2 separate regions of the Bos taurus genome follow, and region 1 is linked to region 2. A link is a contact called in public Hi-C data. All regions are on one chromosome and are shown on one strand. Each heading gives the region's core, a stretch centred on a gene start, on an enhancer-like site or on the middle of the called end of the contact. The rest is flanking DNA. Distances are from core to core; before and after follow the strand shown. Region 1 has its middle 16 kb from the start of TMEM98. Region 2 holds the start of SPACA3 (sperm acrosome associated 3).

Evidence for each region. A called contact is a pair of places that touch in the nucleus more often than the background predicts.
Region 1: a contact with region 2 is called in a Hi-C map of liver, with 1.8 times the contacts expected there. The contact joins the enhancer-like site here to the promoter of SPACA3 in region 2. A contact is called at or near these places in 2 of 11 Hi-C or Micro-C datasets (liver and skeletal muscle).

Annotation. Positions count from the first base shown.
Region 1 is chr19:17,281,599-17,286,563 of ARS-UCD2.0, reverse strand. No RefSeq gene overlaps it. Among named protein-coding and RNA genes, the nearest start is that of TMEM98, 16 kb to the left of the region's middle. Within about 2 kb of position 1,308, at least 37 of the 102 cell types and tissues checked have an H3K27ac peak or open chromatin away from gene starts, as enhancers often do. A contact at or near this core is called in liver, where this site is marked.
Region 2 is chr19:17,246,209-17,250,763 of ARS-UCD2.0, reverse strand. SPACA3 (sperm acrosome associated 3) reads left to right here and starts at 2,819. Exons shown (of 5, transcript NM_001105007.1): 1 at 2,819-2,957.

The DNA.
Region 1 (4,965 bases), core at 59-2,558, 37 kb before region 2:
TGACTTTTCTATCTGTGGGCTCCATCATAGGTATCCAGAGTCCTGTTTTTGTCCTTTTCCCTCCCTTTCAATACCTGCTTTTGTAACCAGATTGGGAACCACCACGCTAAGGTTGCAGTGACCGCCACAGCTGTCACTGTCCCTGCATTTCAACCCAGACCAGAGCCCTTAGCCAAAGAGAGCCCTTAACCTCTCAGACACCATCCACAGGTGTGGGGTTAGAAGTGGAGAAGTTTCCCAGCATCTCTTCCCGTCTCTTCTCATTCCCATCTCTTCTCTGAGCCCTGGCAAGTCCTGGACCACCTGCTCCCCCAAGCCCTGAGATCCTGATCCTTTAGTAGTGAGGTTCCTGAAGACCTTAAAAGCGTCTGCCAGGCTGCAGGATCTGCGATTCTGCTCCTGTATAGTCTTCCTTTTGTCTCTAGCTCAGGACAAATACGTCTCTGGATCTGGTTGCTGTTGGCGCCTGGTGGATGAGGTGGAAGCACCGTCTTTGGGGTGGGTCTCTTCTAGCCCTTTGGGAGTTGGCGGAACTTGCCTCTTTTCTTGGGAGGAGCTGGTCGGGGAGCTGGGGATCCAGCCAGGTCTCAAATCCAGAGGACGGACACAGCCCAAGTCCCTAGTTCACTGGTGTCTTCGTGTATCGTCATAGATCTTTTCTCCCATGACCCCTACCCCCACCTCCTACCCTGGAGCAGGAACAGCAGACTCAGATTCTGAACGAAGAAGAAACTAGGGATCGGAATTGAGTATGAGATGAGCAAGCGCTTTGAAGTCAGACAGAATTAGATTCAAACTTGGGTTCAGTCATTGTGTGAGCTTGGACAAGTTTCTTAATCTCTCTGGTCCTAAGCTCTGTCATCTGTAAAAAACCAAGGTTGCTGCCTCACTGAGCCTCTCAGGTGGCTTAGTGGTGAAGAATCTACCTGGTATTGCAAGAGACAGAAGATGTGGGTCCAGATGCTTCCCTGGGTCAGGAAGATCCCCTGGGGCAGGAAACGGCAACCCACTCCAGTATTCTTGCCTGGAAAATCCCTCAGGGTTGGTATGCCAGTTAAATGAAGCAGTATATGCAAAATGCCCAACTGTGTGCCTGGTACTCATTAGCCAATGTTAACCCTTCTCTCCCCAGAGCTCCTTGTGCCCTGGAGCAGCTGATCAAGATGGTGTCACCCCAGTTACCATAGCTCTGTCTAAGCAGGAGCTCGGGAGCCGAGTAGCCAAAAGTCCGGAATCCACTGCAGTAGGGAGAGTGGCCCAGCCTTGTGCCTGCCCCACCCCAGCTGTGTTCACAACAGGAAGGCAGTCCACGCTCCTGGCCTCTTAGCAGTGTTCCCAGGGTTGACTGCCCAAACCCACATTCCTTCAGAGCGCAGCCTGGAGCCTCCTCCAGCTTGTGAAATCTCCCAGACAGAACACGTGTTCTTGGCATCCAACTTGCCCTGGTGCTTACCCTGACCGCCTCATTCCAGGAGTTCCTTCTCTTCAGAGACCCTTTCCACTCTGCGTGGCCACACAAGCCTGACCTTAACAAAATGACTTACAGTTCAAAGCCCCTGAGTTGCGTTACGACCTTGGACACTTTGGAAAGGTGTCAAGTGAAGAATTTCCATCTATTTCCTCCTTCACTCCCTCTGTCCTCCTCTCCCTCCCTTCTCATTTCCCCCCTCCCTCCTCTTCTCCCTCCCACCCACAAGTACTGTTTACTTACTCTGGAGGAAGCGTAGTGCTAGGTGCTGGGAATATGAAACCAAAGTCACAATCCCTGGTCTTAAAAAGCAGAGACAGGGACTTCCCTGACAGTCCAGTGGTTGAGACTTCACCTTCCCATGCAAGGGACTAGGGTTCTATCCCTAGTCGGGAAACTGGGGGTTGGACATGTTGGCAGATCATGGAGGACTTTATAGGTTATATTAGGGAGTCGAAGCTTCATCCTGAGCATAATGGGGACCTAGAAAAGCTTTCCCTGGGAGGTGACTTGGTCAGATTCGCAATTTACAAAGAGTCATTTATTTCATACCCTAGGATGTTAGACTCCAAGACCCAGAAATGTCCTGATGTCACTGTTACATGTTTCCTGCCCCCTGAGTCTCAGAGGCTCATGACTCAATCACAGTATAAAGGCAGGGTGGGCAAATGCGTAGGGATAGAGGAAGAGAGGGGCTGGGGCTGGAACAGGAAGTGCCGGGGTAATGACCTAATCCCGCTGGGTCTGATCCTGGTAGGTAGCTACCGTGTCTTTGTATCAGAAATGCTAATGGGCAGTTTTGAGAATTTGCAACATCCCTTGGTTCTTACTGTTTAATTCTACGTCTGTTTTATCATCCCCATTTTACGGATCAGCAAATCAAAGCCTAGAGAGAGAAGGATGAGAGAAGGGGGCATTCCCTGGTGATCTAGTGGTTGGCACTTAGCACTTTCACTGCTGTGGCCTGGGTTTAATCCCTGGTCGGGTAACCGAGATCCTGCGAGCCTTGTGGCACGGCCACCCCTCCCTCCCAGGAAAGAATGAGAGCGGGAACTCCAACTCTCCACTTTGTGTTCTTTAAAAAAAATTTATTTATTTATTTATTTATTATTTATTTGGCTGCACCGGGTCTAGTTCCCTGACCAGAGATTGAACCTGGCTCCCCTGCGTTGGGAGCTGGCAGTCTTAGCCCCTGGACCCCCAGGGAAGTCTCCTGTGTTCTCTACCTACTGTGTTCTCTACCTACTCCTGCCTGCCTGCGTTCAGTGGGTGGGGAAATCCATAACAAGAAGGAAACAGCAGATACCAGAGTTATTCTATTTTCTTCTAGTATTTTTCATTAAAAATGGTGGTCACGACCCATACATTAATTTCATGGCCTACTAATTGGTTACAACCCCCAGGATGATAGAACATGGGCACTAAAATGAGAGCTGGGGCATGGGTGAGATAGTCTCTCTCCACTCAAGATGACTTAATTTTACCCTTTTTAAGTAAAGCATGCATTTACCAGAATAACAGCAAAAAAATTTATGGTGCAAAATGGAATAATTAATTTATTACGTGATTAATTAGTTCAAAAGTCATCTGTGGACTCTCTACACTGGATTAAACCCTGGGATGCAGGAATGAATAAAAATATAATGCCTCTCTTGAGATGCATATGATCTAAGGTGGAAAGAAACCCATAAAGAGTGATTTTCAATCTGTTAATAATTCGGTTAATTGCTGGATAAGGGACTGTGTGTGTTAGTGGTAGCACAGAGCAGGGGCAGCAACCTCATCTCGCGAGAGAGTTTCTAAGAGTTTCCCAAAGATGATGCTGTCTCAGAAGCATTGTTAAGGAGGACAAGTGTTAGCCGGGAAAAGAAGATTGCATGAGATCTAGGAGGCGGTGGTGGTGGAGGAGAACAGAGGCCTGGGGAAGGGCAGTCTGTGCAGCCGACATCCCATGCTGGGCTCGGGGAATTACTGTTTTAATTGTCCTGAAGGAGGGTGGGGGTAGGATGGGGGATAAGAAGGGGGTGGGGGGCATGATGGGAGATCAGATGGGAGAAGAGGCATGGACCAGAGCCTGGGGTTTTCTTTTAGGTGGTAGGGAGCTATTGAAAGTTTAAAAAGTGCTTAGTTTTTTCTTGAAGAACAGTCAAATGATCTCTGTGCCCTTATCTGCCTTCAATGTTACTCGAATTTGATAAATGCACTATCGTTTAGCGTTATGTTAATTTGTGTTTCGCTGAGTGCTGGTGGAACAAAAAATTTTTCATGTGTTTATTAGCTCTTTGTACTTATTCACGTCCTTTGCCCATTTGTCTTCTGGGATTTTATTATTTTTCTTATCGATCTGTATGAGCTCTTTATATATTAAGGATAACAACCCTTTGTCATATTTATTGCGTAGACTTTCCCCAGCCTTGTCATTTGCCTTTTAGTTTTGTTTAGAATGGTTTCTGACATCCAGCCGTTTTAAATTTGGTATAGTCAAATGTATTGATTTTCTTTCCCTTAGTGATTTCTCTTTCATTGCTTTTATGCTTAGAAAATCCTCTCTCATCCAAAGATCAAATAAATATCATTGAAATGTTTGGAGCAGTGATGTGCCATGGGTGAATGATTATTAATAATATTCACAAGTTAGATGTACTGGTAAAACCAACAAACCAACCAACCAACCAACCAAGCAGACTGGAAGAAATCAACCCTTCCTTTATTCACCCCAAACCCAGCTCAAAGTTAAAGGTGGGAACCATAAGGGATCAAAGAGATGGATGAGGGTGATGAGGAAAGGCAGAGAGAGTCTTAAAGGACTAGCAGGAGGTGGTCAGTGTGGGGAAGAGCTCCATATCCTAAGTTAAATATGAAGGAACATAGCATGTTTGGCTAGAATCTTAGATGAGACAAAGCAGGGATGGGAGAGTGGGTTGAAAAGAGGATTAGGGAAAGGCAAAGAAAGAAAGTGAAGTTGCTCAGTCGTGTCTGACTCTTTGCAATCCCATGGACTGTAGTCTACCAGGCTTCTCTGTCCATGGGATTTTCCAGGCAAGATTACTGTAGTGGGTTGCCATTTCCTTCTCCAGGTTATCTTCCTGACCCAGGGATCGAACCCAGGTCTCCTGCATTGCAGGCAGACGCTTTACCCTCTGAGCCACCAGGGAAGCCCAGGGAAAGCCAAGCAGGGCCCATAAATCATGCTTACTGTATCCTGAGGGCAATGGAGAGCCATTGAAGATATAACCCAAATAATTCTTGGTACCTCATGGAGTCATTCTCTGCAGTTTCATCTGAGGAAGCACAGGCTGGCAGTCAAAAGTAATTAGAAAGGAAGACTGATGACAAGCTAGACAATGGTTCTAGTCTGCACTCCCTTGGAGAGACTGGGTGCCTTCAGGGTGGTATGGCTGGGTGGAGACTGCACTCCCTTCGGACTAACCTTTCTTCAATCTGGACCAGATAGATGGTGGGGAGATGATGTCATCTCTCTCTCCCTTTTTAATGGC
Region 2 (4,555 bases), core at 1,570-4,069:
GCGATGCTTTAAGGAGGACCAGCAGCTAGCAAGTTGGCTGGAATAGAATGGGTGTGTTTGATACAGAGAATAACATATATAATATCATGCAAGACAAGGTTGCACAATATCGGCACACATTTAGGGAACTAAAGTTTGACTAGAAAAGTGGTTCCCACCACTGGTAGCACTTCAGAATCTCCTGGAAGGGTTAAAAAATACTAATGCTAGGTCTTACCCCTAGAGATTTGGATGTAGTTGGCCTAGGGTGGGGTCCAAGTGTGTTTTTTTTTTTTTTTTTAGTGCAGCTAAACAGGCATATGAAAAGGACTGAGAACCAGGAAAGTAAGAGGTGCTTTTGTTGTTGTTGTTTACTTGCTAAGTCCTGTCTGATTCTTTTGTGATCCTGTGGACCGTAGCCCGTCAGGCTCCTCTGTCCATGGGATTTTCCAGAAAGAGTACTGGCATGTGTTGCCATTTCCTTTTCCAGGGTATCCTCCCAATCCAGGGATGGAACCTACATCTAATGCATTGGCAGGTGGCTTCTTTACCATTGAGCCGCCTGGGAAGCCCAAAAGATGCTTTAGGATAACTTAAACCTGAAGGCAGCCAGTGGGGGAATCTCTGCTGGGATGGGGTCAAGAATCTGAGCTTGCTTTGGGGAAACCGGAAAGACTTGTGTTGAGCTCAGCAGAGAAATAAAGACCCACCAAATGTCAACAAGGGCCTTGTCTGCCCTCATAACCTTTTTTTTTGAGCTGCTGTTTCTTCTTCTCCATTTAAAAATAAAAGTCAAGTGGGAAATAACAAAGCATACAGTAATATAATAATAAGCTGAAAGATGACTCAATAAAAAGAAGTGATAAAATAATAAAAGCAGGCTGATACAGTAAAAAAAAAAAACAAACCCAAAACTCAACCAAACAGAATCACCACCCAGGGCCAGACAATAAAAGCAATAGCTAAGATGTACTGATCCAACTGGTGATCGTGACAGTGAAGGAGGATTATTCTCATTTTACAGAGGAGAGAAATGATGCTTGGGGAGATTACGTATCATGGTTCCAGGGGGTGGGGCAGGGGAATGACTCCATGTGATAGGTGAGGAAATGGAGGTTAACCCAACAAGAATAAATAGCCAGTCAGGGGCAGACCAAGACACTGAGCTCAGGTTTTCTAGCTCAAGTCCAGGGAACTTTCACCTGGACAGAGGCCAAGCCTTGGTGGTATATTGGCATCATCAGGGAAGCTCTGAAGAAATCCTGATGCTGAAGAGGTATTTCTTCAAAGAAGACATGCAGATGGTCAACAGGCATATGAAAAAATGTTCCACACCTCTAATTATTAGAGAAATGCAAGTCAAAACCACGATCACACCTGTCAGGATAATTATTATAAAAAAAAAGTGAAAGATAAGTTTTGGCAAACATATGGAGAAATTGGAACCCTTGTGTATTGTTGGTAGGAATGCAAAATGGTGAAGCTGCTATGGAAAACAGTGTCCTCAAAACACTAAAAAATAGAACTACTGTATGATCCGGCCATGCCACTTCTGGATATTTATCCAAAAGAATGGAAATCAGGATCTCAAAGAGATGTTAGCACTCCTATGCTCATTGCAGCATTATTCACAAGTGCCATGATGTGGAAACAAGCAAAATGTCCATCACATGAATAGATATTTAAAATGTGATATATACATCCAAGGGTATAACTATTCAGCCTTAAAAAGGAAGGCAATCCTGTAGCATATGACCACGTGGATGAGCCTTCAGGACATTATGCTCAGTGAAACAAGCTGGTCACAGAAAGACCAATACTATATGACCCCACTTATAGGAGGTGTTTAAAAGAGTCAAGTTCATAGAGTCGAAGAGTGGAACTGTGGTTGCCGGGGGCTGGGAGAGAAGGGCATGGGGAGTCACTGATCTATGGCCATAAAGTTTTAGTTAAATGAGATGAAGAAGTTCTGAAGTTCTTCTGTACAACACTGTGCCTACGATCAACAACACCGTACTAGACATTTAAAATTTTGGTGAGGGTAGATCTCACGATAAGGGTTTCTACCACAATAAAATTAGAAAATAAAAAAGGAGATCCTGATGCAACCACAGGTCAACCCCTCGATTCTAATCTGGTCCATCTGTGGCTAGGGGGGAGGCACACAGGACGGACAGGAGCAGCCTGGCATGTTTTTGGCTGTTAGTAGTAACGGATCCTGTGTCTCGCGCACCTTTCAAGGTATTTCCTGTCTTGCTATTCCCCCTTGAGAATTAAGGAAACAGAGAGGTTAAGTCCCTTTTACTGGGACACCCAGCTGGTAGTCACTGGCGCCTGTCTTCATTCTCAGATCAGCCTGACTGCCAAGTCCATGCCCTTAAGGCTTTGAAGCAGGGGCCCCTGTGGGGCGTGGATGTGGTTGTCACATGCCCTTCCATTTCATTTCTCTGCCCCGCAAGCTTTAGCATCGGCAGCATCACCTTTGTCCTGGGCTTGTCCACTATCATCACACAGATGGAGAACGGGGTGGAGGAGAACGGGAGCAGAACGGAAGAGTGGAATGGTGAGGTCAGCTGCCCGGGGAGACGGTGGGCACCCGCCAGCATCAGCATTGCTGGGTAACCCCCAGAAGGGCCTGTTGGGAGGAGAGGAGCCATCCTTCAAAGTGTCGTGTGTAGGGGCAGAAGCAGGCAAGAGGAGGTGAGCTTAGATACTCTGAACAGGTCTCCAGGCCCTGAAACTGAGGGGTTTGAGTGGGGGTGCTATCAAAGCTCAGTGGGTGAAGATGGTTCTAGAAGATGAGCTCACAGAACTGGGGAGTTCCAGAAGGCCCCGCGTCAGTTTCCCATCATTCTCTCCCAGCCGGGTGCTGGGGGGCCCATCAGTATCATGGGGCGTGTTCTGGGCTGAAGCCGGGTGTCGGGCCACCGCTGTTACTGCTACGGTCACTGCTGCGCAGCTCTGGTGAGGACGACACGGTCAGTGAGCCGCCTTCCCCCTCCTCCTGCAGCTGTTAACCAGGGCCCTGGGCTGGTCTGACCAGAGAGGGGCTTGGGAAAATGAAGGTGGTGGTCAGAGATGGTGAGGGGATACTGGGCTGGTGAGGATGGGGGCGCTGAGCTGAGAGAGAGAGAGAGGGAGAGAGAGAGAGGGGAGACCACGCTGGCAGGTCTCTGGTCTTTGAATCACCAGACCTGACTCCTTCCACCTCTAGACCTGCTGGGGAAGGCTCAGGAAGAAGTTACTTTGAAATAACTCTTGCTACTGAAAAAGCAGAAACAGTCTCTGTATAACAGTGGGTTTTGTTCCTTCATCTATAATTGGGGATAGTAATCCTCCCCGCCCCTCAAATTGTTGTGAGGATTAGATGAGATTAAGTCAGAAAACAGCCAGAAAAGGGCCAGCACAGTGTCGGTCACACTTTAAGAACTCAGAAGGGTGTCTGCCTCCCTCTCACCCCCGACACTTTGATGAGTGGGCTCATGCGCTGAGCACATGACTTCCGTATACTTCAGTCTTGAGAAGGGCCCATTTGATCAGCCACTCCAGGCCGGCAACTCTGCTTGACTCTCAGGATAAGAAGAGAAATAAGAACGCCATTGTTCTCTGGAGGCTCACCTTGTAGTGGGGGAAGGCTGATGTCTTTTACAGTCTAGTGTGCAGAAACACGGCGCTTTGGGGGTCTTGAGGGGGGCCGGGCGCTTCCTGGGGACATCTCACTGGGGAACTCACTTCTGATGTGACCTTTGAAATGAGTAAGAGTGATGCAAGTAAAGGAAAAGGGTTCTCATTCAGATGGCAGGTTCATCATGAGCAAATGACATGGCATTATTGCCGTCATTTAGTCGTTAAGTCGTGTCTGACTCTTTGGCGAGCTCATGGACTGTAGCCCACCAGGCTCCTCTGTCCATGGGATTTCCCAGGCAAGAATATTGGAGTGAGTTGTCATTTCCTTCTCCAGGGGATCTTCCAGACCCAGGGTTCAAACCCACATCTCCTGCTTGGCAGGCAGATTCTTTAACACTGAGCCACCTGGGAAGCCCTGACATGGCATGACTGGAGCTTAAAGTATCGTGGGGAGAGGTCAGCAAGCCTGGGTCACCAGGGTCGTTGTGGACCACACTTGGGATCAGTGATGAAGGACACCATCTAAGGATGTCCCCTGGCCAGGCTTTTTGTTTAAAACCTTCAGTCTGGTGAATGTGTGTAGAATAGTTTGGGAGAAGAGTCAGGACTAGATGCAAGGAGACCATCAGCACACCAGGAGGGTGGTCTGAACTAAGGGAAAGACGTTGCTCTTGGAGGGAAGGTGGCCTCACCAGCACTTCGGGATTGATGGGTTGCGGATGAGTGAAAGATGTTGTGATGGAGAGAAGGAGTGAAGAATGACATTTATATAGCTAGTTTGGATAACCATAGGTTTAAACCATGCAACATGATGAGTTTAAAGCCAAGAATGTTTTAAACCAAGAAGAGAAGACATAGAAAAGAGCTCTAAAACAGTGGGACCATGGGCTGTACTTTGGATGTGCTCAGCTGGAGGTGCCGGTGTTACCCACATGGAGACAGTCAGGAG